Linked DNA regions of Hordeum vulgare: all the other regions are linked to region 2. A link is a contact called in public Hi-C data. All regions are on one chromosome and are shown on one strand. Each heading gives the region's core, a stretch centred on a gene start, on an enhancer-like site or on the middle of the called end of the contact. The rest is flanking DNA. Distances are from core to core; before and after follow the strand shown. Region 1 holds the start of LOC123407628 (U-box domain-containing protein 35). Region 2 holds the start of LOC123407526 (pentatricopeptide repeat-containing protein At3g14580, mitochondrial-like). Region 3 has its middle 21 kb from the start of LOC123412097.

Region 1 (4,055 bases), core at 231-2,730, 280 kb before region 2:
TCCCAGGAACCTAACGCCTAAAGTTTGGCATCCCATATACTCCACATATCCAGTAGTCGTGAGCTAAAAAGTTTGATCTGATAGCTGAGAATATTTATTTTTTTTGTAAAATGATTGTGAATATATACTTGGAAAACGATACCTAGCACAAACACTATGCCTTTTCTCTACAAGGTCTACCAAAAGCATTCATTCTCTCCCTTTTGTGGCTATCATCAGACATGTACTTTGCCAAAGGAAAAACATTGGAGATGTAAGATGGTAACTCTAATCTCCTTTTTAAGCAAGAACCTGATAAGTAACAGCATCAAATTAACCATGTAGTTGTCCTTGGGAGAACATTATGTCCATCTAGTCAGTATAATTAACACTGACAAGTGTGAGTCCGACAACAAATCAATCCATGAAAAAGCACAGTGGGCCATATAATCAGTAAATGATTAACGAAAAGTGCGAGTCAGTGGATGAAAACCTAGGTCAGCATCATCAACAACACTTTAGAACTTCCTCGATTGCAGCTTCGCGACGGGCCGACTTTTCCAGTCGTTCTTCTTCACGGAAGCTCCAAAACCCCTAGCAGCCAGCCAGGTGTGGTGGACTGGCGGTGCCGCCTTTGAAAAGTTCCAATCATACAAGCCAAAAAATCCTCTTGAGGCCAGTCCAAGAACATGACCTTGTTTTCAACCACCCTTTTCTGGGACCAATTGGTGGTCGATCCAAGACCAGACTTGTTTCTACGTTCCTACCAACTGTTTCGGAATGTTAGCCGTCGATCTTAACGTAACACTTTGACTGCCAGTAACTTTTTACCTTTTCATTCATGTTGCAAAATCGTTACTGTTTTGATTGCCGCATGCAGGCAGCTGGTAAATGCTTGGATGGCTTCATCGATCTCACAATGCTAAGGTGAACAGACAGGAGAAAAGGTTTGATTCAGGAGGTAGTAAAGTGGGAGAAGAGGGTTGCTTGATTACATGGGGTGGGGATGGTGGCGACGACGGGGAAGACGTGCACAAGGTAGACGAAGCTCCGCGGCCTCGCGAGCCGCCGCAGCGCCCACGACAGCGCCGCCATGCTGGACCCGCCCTTGCCCACCGCCACGTACACGTCGTCGGCGTCGGAGGTGGCCGCTGCCCGGGGAGAAAGGCGAGGAGGCGGCCCGGCCGTCCGGTCTTCCGGCTCCAGCTCCTCTATCTCCCACGTGCTGTCGCCGTGATTGCTCGGGTGCAGGCCGGTGTCGTCGTCCTCGACGATGTCGACCACGCCGCGATGGTCGTCCCGGACGGCCTCGGCCATGCCTCGATCTTCCTGGCCGGCCTCCCTGATGGGACAGTAGTAGTAGCTAGCTCGTGGTGGGCGTGAGATGGAGCAATGGAGAGAAGGGAGGAGGAGGGCCTTGTCTTGTGTACTCTGTTTCGTCTCAAATGCGGCCAGTTGGAAGGGGCAAGGGGTCGTGTGTATATGTTCTAGTTTGACTTTTTCCTAAAGATTTGTATATCTATCTATATCTATACTCTATACCTAATAATAAAGCGGGTAGTAAAAAAACACACCACGGCATTTTTATAAAAAAGCCAATGTAATTTTTGTTATTCAACCCGCGCTTAATCATTTATCTACAACGTAAAAGGAAAAAACGGTTCGCTGCAAAAATTATACCCATACGCATCGCCTCCTCTCGTCGACCCTGGGCCACCCTGGCCTGTACCCAGGCCGCTGCCACACCACTCGCCGCCGCGGCCGACCTCAACCGCCACCGCTGCCGATCTCAACCCACCCGCCTCCGCGGTTGTACCTCTCCCCGCTCAGTGCCCCGTTGCGGCGCTCGAGCGCATCGCGTCGACCCTGGTCCACCCTGGCATGTGCCCAGGCCGCTGCCACACCACTCGCTGCCGCGGCCGACCTCAACCACCACTGTTGTCGATCTCAACCCACCCGCCTCCGTGGTCGTACCTCTGCCCGCTTGCTGCCCCTGTTTCGGCGCTCGAGCAGAGCTTCTGGATCAAATCAACGCGACAGCTACAGCGACTTGGGATGATGCGTCTGCTCGATGCAGAACGACGGCGGCGCGCGGATAAGGCGCGACGGAGCGAAGTACTTGCAGGTGGAGGCGGGCCTCCATGGCTCACACGGGGAACTCCGAGGTTATGGCGCGGCAACGGCGACTCCTTATGGCCAGATAGAGGCGCCTAACCCTTGCTCCCCTCATCGTATCCCCTCCTCCGGCAGGAACTCATCATCTGGTGAGATCCCCTCCCCATGCCTCCAACCGTGTGCCAAGCACCGGCAAGAAATTTTGTTTTGTGGAAATTTGTTTGCTGATGAATGAATGTATTAAATGTAAGATTGCATTGTTGTAGAGAGAGAGAATGGAACACCACCTTCAGTTTGTCATCTGATCCCACATTCTCTACCCCATGAGTGAAATAAGATAACAGTCCATTGATCAATTCACGTAGCCTCGTTGTTTTGCTTTGCTTGTCCCGCTCAATTTCTCATCATGGTGGAATTAACAATGGACGGGTTGATTTCTCAACAAAATAGGATAGGACTGACTACATTAGTTAGTTAGCTTATTATTTTAATAAATCAAAATGATTATAAAAAGATTAAAAATATGTGGTATTTTTTCTTCCATTGCAACGCACGGACCCTTTTGCTAGTAGTAATAAAAAGGTGCTAGTATTATTATTACAGAAAAATTAAAGTAGTATTTTCTAACGGTTTTGCTAGAACTCATCTAGCTGAGTTTTAATTAGAGTAAAATGCATTACAAGTACTAGAACTATCGAAGATGTGTCAAATTAGTCCTATAAGTTTCAAGCTGTAGTTTTTGGTCCTAAAACTATCGAGGTGCGTCAGTTTAGTCCTATTACTTTAAAACTATAGTTTTAGGTCCTAAAACTATCGGAGGCGTGTCACTTTTAGTCCTATGAATTCAAAAGTGCAGTTTTGGGTCACAAAACTATGTAAGTTTGCTCATCCCAGATCTTAAGCTTCATGACCAACATCCATGATGCATTTTTTTCAAACGAGCCCCTTATATGTATTTACTTCATAAAAAATGGCTCATACACTTTCATGTGGCAGTGTTTGCTCCAACCTGCACATCCATCGCCTGCGTGGCCATGAGCCGCAGGGCAGCCTCACTAAGAGGTTTGGAGCGGCTGCCAGGGAGACCCTGGGCCAGTTGACATGGAGGACGACATCCTTCTCCTTGGCGCGGCCACTGGGGCGATCCCGAGAAAATCTAGATGAAGGACTCCATCCCACTCACCCTCTCTCTCTCTCACGACAACCTTGTCATAGAGTTGGTCGTGCATGTTCTTGTTTGGGCACGAGCAAGGCCACATGTGGGGAATTGTCGTTGATGCCTGACGACGTAGAGGAGTGCCCGAAAGCCATAAAGCTAGCGCAAAAGTCAGTGAGAGTGATGCAGCCCCAACAAAAAACTCATGTGGGTAGCAATTGGACATTGTGTGAGTGCTGTTCTTCTACTGTTGGGTGAGGCTGAGATGACCGGTCTAACCTCCTCGCTGGATCTCAAGCCACCATGCCGCTAATGGCTTATGTATTGTTGTCTCTGAACATTCTATGCTTGGGAGAAGACAAGGATGTAAATATGAGGAGAAATAAAGTTCTAGTTTTTTTTGCATATTTACCTTTCATAAGTTAACCTGGTGGGTCAATTGGGTCAACATGGTCCAAGCATCTCCAAGGGTCTTGTCGGTGGTTTAATGCTGGCCATGCAAGCTTAGGACTTAAGATGAACAAATTTACATAGTTTTGGGACCCAAAACGGCAGTTTCGAAGTTATAGGACTAAACGAACGGATCTCCAATGGTTTCAAGACCCAAATTGCAGTGTTGAAGTTATAGGACTATTGACACATCTTTAATAGTTTTAGGACACAAAACTACAGTTTCAAAGTTATAGGACTAAAGTGACACACCTTCGATAGTTTTAGGACTTATGATGCATTTTACTCTTTTAGGTATATCTCATTCATCTGTTATAGCCGTTGAATGGGACTATAAAATACGTGTGTGCTGATG
Region 2 (4,193 bases), core at 594-3,093:
AGTACGGTCCAGAGAAACGAAAAATGTCACACATTTCAAATGTCAGACATACAAAAAATTGTCATATTGAGTTGTAACGAAAGAACATAATGTCATGAGCTTACCAATATTTTCACATTTAAACTGGAGGAATGCGGAGCCTGCACTATGTTGAAATCAGAGACAAAACCAACAGGCTACCAAGGTATACAAGTATATAAATGTTGGCTAAAGGGGGAAGAGCCCCTCCTTTAACTGTCCGTTAGTTAGGTAGAAAATGAGACTTCCCTGCGGGTTGGACATGGGTGGGCGAGCTCACACCCATGAGCTTCAAGCCAACCGAGCTAGCGCTCAGTTCTCAAGTACATCAGTATATGGGTCATCAGTAAACAGAACTTGGTCGTTCTGAGACCCGATATTGCTAAATCCCCATACGGAAAAAGATCTGGCTTCAATATGCAAATCCACGCAGAAAGCAGGTTGGTTCACTAGTTCCAGTAACAAAATAATCTCATTGCTCAAGTGTATTGTCAGGTCCACGGGCATGAACATACATTTCAGCATAAGGATGTAAGAAGTTTTGTCCAAGTACTCATCCGAGGAACAAAACCTTGGTCCACCATTTGCTTCAAGACATGATGTGCATCATCTAAGCAGTTAACACTACAGAAGCCATCAATTAGCAGCTTGTAAGATGAGAAACTAGGTCTCAGACTTTCAGCACTCATCATACCAACCAGGTCCTTCGCCTCCACAAAGTTCTTTGAGGCCACAAGGCCATCAAGAAGTACCTGATAAGTCCCTGAATTAGGATGGCAGCCCTGAGACGACATCGACTTGAACAGATCATATGCAGAGGTCACCCTTCCCTCTCTGCAGAGACCAGATACCAATATATTGTAAACAACCGTATCCGCATCGATTTCCTCCTTGCGCATTCTCTCAAACAGCTCGAACGCCTCATCCACCCGGCAGTTCCGGCAGAGGAAATGCATCAGGGTCGAATAGGTCATCGCATTAGGCCGGCAGTCCTGCTTCGGCATCTCATCCAGCAGCGAAAGGGCCTCGTTGAATCTCCCAAATTGGCACAGCCCCTTGATAAGGATGTTGAAGCAGCAGGTGTCCAGTTCCACGCCCAGCCTGGGCGCGCTGGAGTACACCTCGTGGACAACCTCGTACTGCCGCCTGCACACGAGCATGTGGAGCACATAGTTGAAGGTCTTGGTGGACGGCCAGCAGCCGTACTCGGACATCGCGTAGAGCGTCTCCATGGCCTTCTCGGGGTGGTTGGCCACATTGCCGTACATCTTGATGAGCCTGTAGAAGAAGTCGTCCGAGAACCTGAACCGCTCGGCCCTCGCCCTGGCCAGCAGCTCCTCCACGTCGCCGAACCGCCGGGCGCCGGCGAGCCGGTCGATCATCAGGCCGTAGAGGGCCTCGCTGGGCTTGTAGTCCCTCCGGGCGCAGGCCTTCCTGAAGACGCTGGTTATCAGAGCGGCGTCCCTGATGCTCGCGAAGATCTTGAGCACCTCGTTCGGGGCGAGCCAGTCCCTGTGGTCCAGCCGGCCGATCCAGTGGCCGTCGTCGCAGGCCGTGGAGCGCAGCCTCAGGAATGGGGGAACCGCGCGCCGCGCCAGGGGTCTCGACATGCTGCCGCCGGGAAGTGGGAATCGGATGGGGGCGGGGCTGGACTACTCGAGAAGTGGTTGGAGAGTTTATCGGGGAGGTGGGGGTGTGCGTGGCAAGGAAGGAGGTGGACTGCGCTGGGGGAGGTTCGGTGGCCGGCGGCGAATGGGTGAGGACTGAGGAGAAGAGAGGCGGAGGCGGAGGCGTCGCTGGGCGGCGGCGATGTGCGCCTAGTAGCATGGTGGGCCTTGGGCTCTTTCTTAGGGAAAGCCCAACTCGTGTGGTTTGTGTAAACTAATATATAAACTATATTATGAGACATCTCACAACATGACCGCGTGGCCTAATGGATAAGGCGCTCGCCTCCGGAGCGGGAGATTCTGGGTTCGAGTCCCAGCGTGGTCGTTCAATTTTTTTCTTTTTTTTCTTTTCTTTCTTTTCTTTTCTTTTGTTTCCTGAATTGATTTAGACTTAAGAAAGCTTTAAACAGTTAAGATACTTTTGTGGTCAGTCTCCCTCGCTAGTCTTCCCTTCACATTTTTCTTATGATTTGTGATCTTCATAATTAACAATGCCTCGGCTCCGGTCAATAGTTTATGTTAGTGTTTTTTCATTGCTGGTTTCAATGGTAAAGGGCGAATCCTTGCCATTTTCCATTTATATAATTGCATTGAGGATACGCGCCACCAACAACCAAGTAGTAACACATTTCGCATCACTAACCTCATAAGTTCTATCCGTATTGAATCGACACAGCTTTTTTTTTTTGAGACAAGAATCGACACAGTTGTTGCAGCACTAATCTAATTTCGATTTCAATGGGCTGAGGGTGTGGGCCCAAACACACAAGGAATCCAAAGAAAATGTCTCCAGTCTTTGGTATTCACTTTGTGCGTTCGGTTTATTCGGTTTACATGGCTCGATTTATATGTTTTTCAGTTTGAACAGTATTAATACTTCGGTAAATACGGTATGAATTTTAGATACGGTTCGGTTTCGATATATACCAAATTATTTTGGCATGAATTGGTATATACCATAAAAATCAAAGTTTACACGAATTGGAAAGTGACACATAACAATTTACAAATTTGTGACTCAGTTCACATATTCTTTTATACAAAGAGTATATAACTATATGCAAGTGTATATGCATGCATGTATTCAATGGTCATGGACGTGCTTGGAATTCTTTTCACGAGAAATATGACTATGTTACAAGAAACATAGATGCGCTTAACAGGAAATCTAGCTTTTGTCCAAAAAATAACTACTTGTATGGTTATTTGCCCCAAGATATATAAATATGTTTTTTATTTCGGTTTATTCTGTTATCCATTCGGTTTTTTTATATATACCATAAAAACCAAAATTCAAAACAGTATGAAAAGTTCATAGTATATCGGAACCATAAACCATAAAAACCATAAAATTGGTTCGGTTCAATTTATATTCGCTATGGTTTTTCAGATCGGTTTTAAAATGCACACAGTGATTTGATATGCACTCCCGGGCAATCAGTAGTGATTTGATATGCACTCCCGGGCAATCAGGGAAGAACGGTATATTTCTTTTGTCTTTCTGAATCATTATAGGGACCAGTTCTTTTGCTGGCTTGTAGAATGAGCTGGAATAAGGTCAACCAAATTATTATTTTGGAAGTCTCCTAGTTAAGACTTGACTAATAGGCTTTTAAAAATATATTTTTGGTTGGGTTTCTAAAAGCCCAGAAAAGCCACCAAAATAACTATGCCTAGGATTTCCTTTATGCATATATTATTATTATCAAGGTGTCAAAATAACATGGCATGTGACCTAGTGCAACCTAAGAAATGGAGCATATGATTCAAATCTCCCGGAAAGAAAAACCTTTTTGAATACACTCCTCAATTCTATGGCCGTGGTTTTTATAGGGAACAAAAGGAAAGAGATACACCAACTGTACAGGAACATTCGGCCAAGGAGAACCTCCAGGCTAAGCTAGCTCATACAATTCGTGTGTGTGCGACAGCAGCTGTTCTCATGTGAATGGGTAGAAGTTGGGGAAGAGCAAACTGCCCAGAAGAATATAAGCAATGAAGTAAACGATGATGAAGTATCCCCATCTCTTGTACGAGCCGCCCCTTGCAGGAGCCAAAATGCGCGAAGCAGCCCAGTAGATCGGAGGACTGGCAGACAGAAACCGCGTTGACACCTGGACCGAAGAAACAACCTATGAGACTTGAGTAATGAACTATAAATAAATTTCATCAGGAATTATACTGACCTGGACGTGCATCACGAAGAAGGCGGTAAATGTCATGAATGTCAGATGTAAAATGAAAGGAAGAACTAGCAAGGGGCACTCATCCTCATTATCTCCCACAATTCGTCCTGTTGATACATTGCCATCTAAAGATGCTGAAGTAGCCTTGGTCGCAACAGATTTTCTATTTTTAACCTCAGTGTTCCCTGTTCAAGCATTGCAGAGTTAGGTTCAAACTTCAGTTCTGCAGTAGCCAATACTGATAACAATAGGTTGAGGTCAGCTCTTTGTTTTTCAGGACACTTCAAATTTTCTCAACTCGTTAAGTTGAAAAATATCACTT
Region 3 (3,991 bases), core at 372-2,871, 450 kb before region 2:
AACTCTGTTCTCGTAAAGTGCTTGAGGGAGGAACACGAGAACAATTTATGTGGATACTATGTTTGCGAGTTCATTCGCCAGACGACCCATGAGAAGGGCAAAACACGAGACATCAAAAAATCGAAGTACGATAAACAATACTCACATCTTTATTTTATTACCGTGAATTGTGTTCGGTTTCATTGAAATATATATTGACCCATTCTTTAAATTAGATCGAACGGTTGCGGGACGGTCTTCTACCACAGGAACGTGTACGAGCAATTCAAGAGGAAGTTGCCAGATTCTTTGATGCAGAGGTCCTAGATCCCAAGGGAGAATACTATTGCCATTTGATGGAAAAGATATGAAATGATATAGTGTAAAGGAGATGCATATATGTGCATGTAACTCGTGTCTACATTTTGTAATTACGTTCGACAAAGCACGACGGATATGAGATGGTGTAATATATTCGTGACGATGTGCAATATAGTTGTTTCTTTATTGTTGTGTATGTGCAATCCAATTTAATGCAAAACAAAAATTAAAAAATGCCCAAAAGAAATAAATGGAAAAATAGGGAACAGCAAAATAGCCCCATCCAATTTAGTGCAAAACCCTAAACCCAAAAATTTCTTAAAAATAACAGCGAAGAAATAGCCCCGGTTCGTAATACGAACCGGGACTAATACCCCTCCCCCCTCGCTCCCCGCCCCGCCACGTGGAAGGCCATTAGCCCCGGTTCGGGGCCGAACCGGGGCTAGCATTAGTTCCGGTTCGAGAACCGGGACTAATGGTCCATCCGAACCGAGGCTAAATGCCCTTTTTCTACTAGTGTAAGGAGTGCTGCGATTCAGTCCCTGAATTTGCTAGGGAAACCTCCCCGTTGTAGTAGCTCGAGCAAATATTCCCACTTGACGGTGTCGAAGACCTTGCGGATATCAAGCTTGAAGAAGAGGGCCGGAGTCTTGCTCTTGTGGAGTCGCCTAGCAAGGTTGCGAAACGTACATGAAATTATCATAGATGCTTTTTGTTTAAACATAGATTGTGAGTTGTGAGTTTGCCCCACAGGCCACCCTCCACGGCACAAGTTGGGAGCAGAAGACCCTTGGATGACACTGTATCAAAGATGATAGGCATTTTTCATTGCCAATGTGCAATGTTTTCCTTCAGGACTGTACCACATCTCTAGGTGTCGATTTCTTCAGCAAAATTTTCCAAACCGGGGACCATTTTCTTCAGCAGCAGCGTTCGGCCGCTGCGGCGGTTCATGAACATGCCCCGGTATCTATCTATCCAACCATCCACATTCATTGGATTGGACGCAAACAAAGTCGTAACGCCGTGTTTGATTTCGACGGCGGCACCACCGCAAAACCATACTATGTGTCTGCATGCTCACCACGTAATTATAATTAAATAAAGCCGTCTGATTAGGCCCGTCGCATCACGTGCTCTTTGGCAAATCATCAGAGGATGGATGGATGGATGCATTGGATGCCCGCCTTTCTAACTGTTGCATCGCGTTGCGTTCTCCAAGTGAGAGGATTTTTCTTCTCGGGATTCCAGGGTCCCCACATTGATCTTGGTTCGTCTCAGTAAGCCCAGCCCCCACAGATAACTCGTAAAACTCTGTGTGGTCACGTGGACATTGGCTGGCTGGCTCACTCTTCTCAGAACAATCTGCCTAGGCCACACACGCTAGTATGGGCTATGCTGATAATCTATGCACACTGACATCTTGCATAAGATACAAACGAGTTAAGATGCAAAGCATGCTGCTAAACGGATCTTGTTTTATCCTCGGAGCTTCGATGGTCCAAGGCGCGATGCGTGGGAATTTCGATTGGTTGAGACTTGAGACTCGGTGGGTTCAAGTCAACTCAAGTTGAGCAATGTTAGGACTTGTGAGTTACTAGAGGAGGCAATTAACCTGACTGAGATGTTAGCACCGTTTATGATGGTCCCGCTCTTAATGCTATGAACTGCTGTAGGCTGCTATCATCATCACCGCCCTGCATGACTATGATGCCGAACCCGCTTAATTCGCACACTGGTGCAACTCTAATTCATGGGGTCCAACTAAAATGGACCATGTCATGTTTACAAAGAGAAGGAAGGAAAAAACTCAATGGGCCGTGTCTTTCGCATTGTCACCACAAAAAAGTAATGTTTGCGCTGGGCCACCCTGAATGCCACTTGACAGCCGGCAGCACCTACTCGCTACTGCAGTGTGTGACTCTTATTGGTGATGTTTTGAGACGGTGGTCATTAACTTGGATTTGGTTTTAGAGTAGTAGGGTGTGTCAGTGAGAGGATAATGAGCATGTGGCCTTGCGCTCTGCTCGATCCGTTTGTGTTTTGTCATGACTGAGATGCGCTTTTTTTTAAAAGGAGGATGTACTCCGGTCTTTTCATCTAAACACCGTGAAGTCATTCTATTAATTATTTATAAGGATTATACAAGATAATACATTATTCAGTTTGGATCCGTCATTTAGCCAACACATATTGCTACTCCTATCCTCTTGATGAAGGAGTGTCAAATATTCGGACCTAATATCAAATACACATGGCATCAATACCTAACATCTATAGCAGGATGCTCCAACCCAGCCACATATCGGGACTGGGTCGACACACTTTCACTGCTGCCGCCATCTTCCGCCTGTCCATCTCCAGAGCAGGGACTGACGCATCGACCTTGCCTGGCCTGTCGTCGACGCCACCACGACGTCAGACAACGCCACCATCCTTCACGTGTCCATCCACACGCGCCCGTCGTCAAAACTCCGCAGCACCATGCCGTCGTGATCCGTCTTCGGCCCTGCGGTAGATGCAACACTGCTACTCGTCTTGTCCCCTCCATCCATCACTTGCTCCAAAATGATGCCCCCATAAGGAAAAGCGATATTGCAAACGACATCATCGTACGATCCGGAAGACCCAAATCTAGGGTTTCCCCTGGAGCATCCCGAGCCTGATGACGCAAACTGCAACGACGATGCCTCGACAAAGGAACGACATCAAAGACGTCACCATTGTTCGTCATGACCGTAGTTGGCGCGATTTTCATCGACAGTTGCGCCACTAGGCGCGCGATGCCGGCGTCATTGATCCCTTCAACGGAAGAGGGACTACGACACAAAAGCATTGCCATCGCTCGATCTTGAGGAAATCTAGGGTTTCCTCCGGAGTTGTGCGCGCTGTAATGGACCAGACAAGGGTAGAATCCCGACAGATCCGCCCAACTACCAACGTGCCGCACCCGCCACCGCGCCGACCGGAATCCAAGGACCAAGGCCCATGTTTGGACCGAGATCCGGCCGCGCCATCGCCGACCGATCTGGTCATGCCGCCGCCGTTCCTAGAGATCTCGACGCACCAGCCAACGTGGCCACCACGTGCACCAGAGCACGGCCCAGGCCAGCACAACCACGACACCACCACCAGCCACCCACCCCCCCGCCGCGCCCAAGGAGTGCATGACGCTCAGATGTGGTCGTCAGCCCCGACGGACCGCACCACGCGCCTGGGCCACCACGACAACACCGGCATGTGCCAGCAGCCCGCCATGGACCGCCGCTGCTCCCCGTCGTCGTACCTCACAGATCGGGCACACGCAGCCCCGCACCCAACAAGGAGGGGAGGAGAAGAATGATGGGCGCCAGGGAGAGGCCCCGTAGCCGCCCTCACCGGAGCTCGCCCGGGCTTCATCGGCGGAGCTCCTCCGACAGCAGAGAGACGAGAAGGGGAGGGGAGGAGGCCTGGCGGCGCTCGAGGGAGTCGACCCGTGTCGCCGGAGGAGGGTGGCGCGGGGTGTTTTTTCTCTCCTGACGGAATGCTTGAAAGTAAGTAAATGGTTTCTACTCTTAAAAATGGGGGAGAATTTCACTTCCCCGGCCTTTGCACCAACTAGGGATGCATACAACCTTTTAAGTATGAGTACTAGGATTTTTATTCTTGGTTATGCACCAAGCCTAATCCTCAGTAAATGTATGAGTACCAA

What was found. Hi-C and Micro-C count contacts between places; a contact is called where the count stands out from the background.
Region 1: a Hi-C map of leaf shows a contact between it and region 2, with 5 times the contacts expected there. The contact joins the promoter of LOC123407628 here to the promoter of LOC123407526 in region 2. A contact is called at or near these places in 4 of 6 Hi-C or Micro-C datasets (leaf and seedling) and 1 of 1 datasets of contacts at active chromatin or transcription factors (embryo).
Region 3: a contact with region 2 is called in a Hi-C map of leaf, with 4 times the contacts expected there. The contact joins the enhancer-like site here to the promoter of LOC123407526 in region 2. A contact is called at or near these places in 2 of 6 Hi-C or Micro-C datasets (both in leaf).

Annotation. Positions count from the first base shown.
Region 1 is chr7H:129,224,273-129,228,327 of MorexV3_pseudomolecules_assembly, reverse strand. It overlaps LOC123407628 (U-box domain-containing protein 35), which reads right to left and starts at 1,480. Exons shown (of 4, transcript XM_045100799.1): 1 at 975-1,480. The coding sequence starts at 1,296.
Region 2 is chr7H:128,944,859-128,949,051 of MorexV3_pseudomolecules_assembly, reverse strand. It overlaps LOC123407526 (pentatricopeptide repeat-containing protein At3g14580, mitochondrial-like), which reads right to left and starts at 1,843. Exons shown (of 4, transcript XM_045100686.1): 1 at 105-1,843. The coding sequence starts at 1,628. The coding sequence ends at 537. TRNAR-CCG (a tRNA gene) reads left to right here and starts at 1,938; the gene lies at 1,938-2,010. It overlaps LOC123407525, which reads right to left. Exons shown (of 10, transcript XM_045100679.1): 9 at 3,872-4,056; 10 at 3,464-3,799. The coding sequence ends at 3,626.
Region 3 is chr7H:129,391,506-129,395,496 of MorexV3_pseudomolecules_assembly, reverse strand. No RefSeq gene overlaps it. Among protein-coding and RNA genes, the nearest start is that of LOC123412097, 21 kb to the left of the region's middle. Within about 2 kb of position 1,621, at least 3 of the 3 cell types and tissues checked have open chromatin away from gene starts, as enhancers often do. A contact at or near this core is called in leaf, where this site is marked.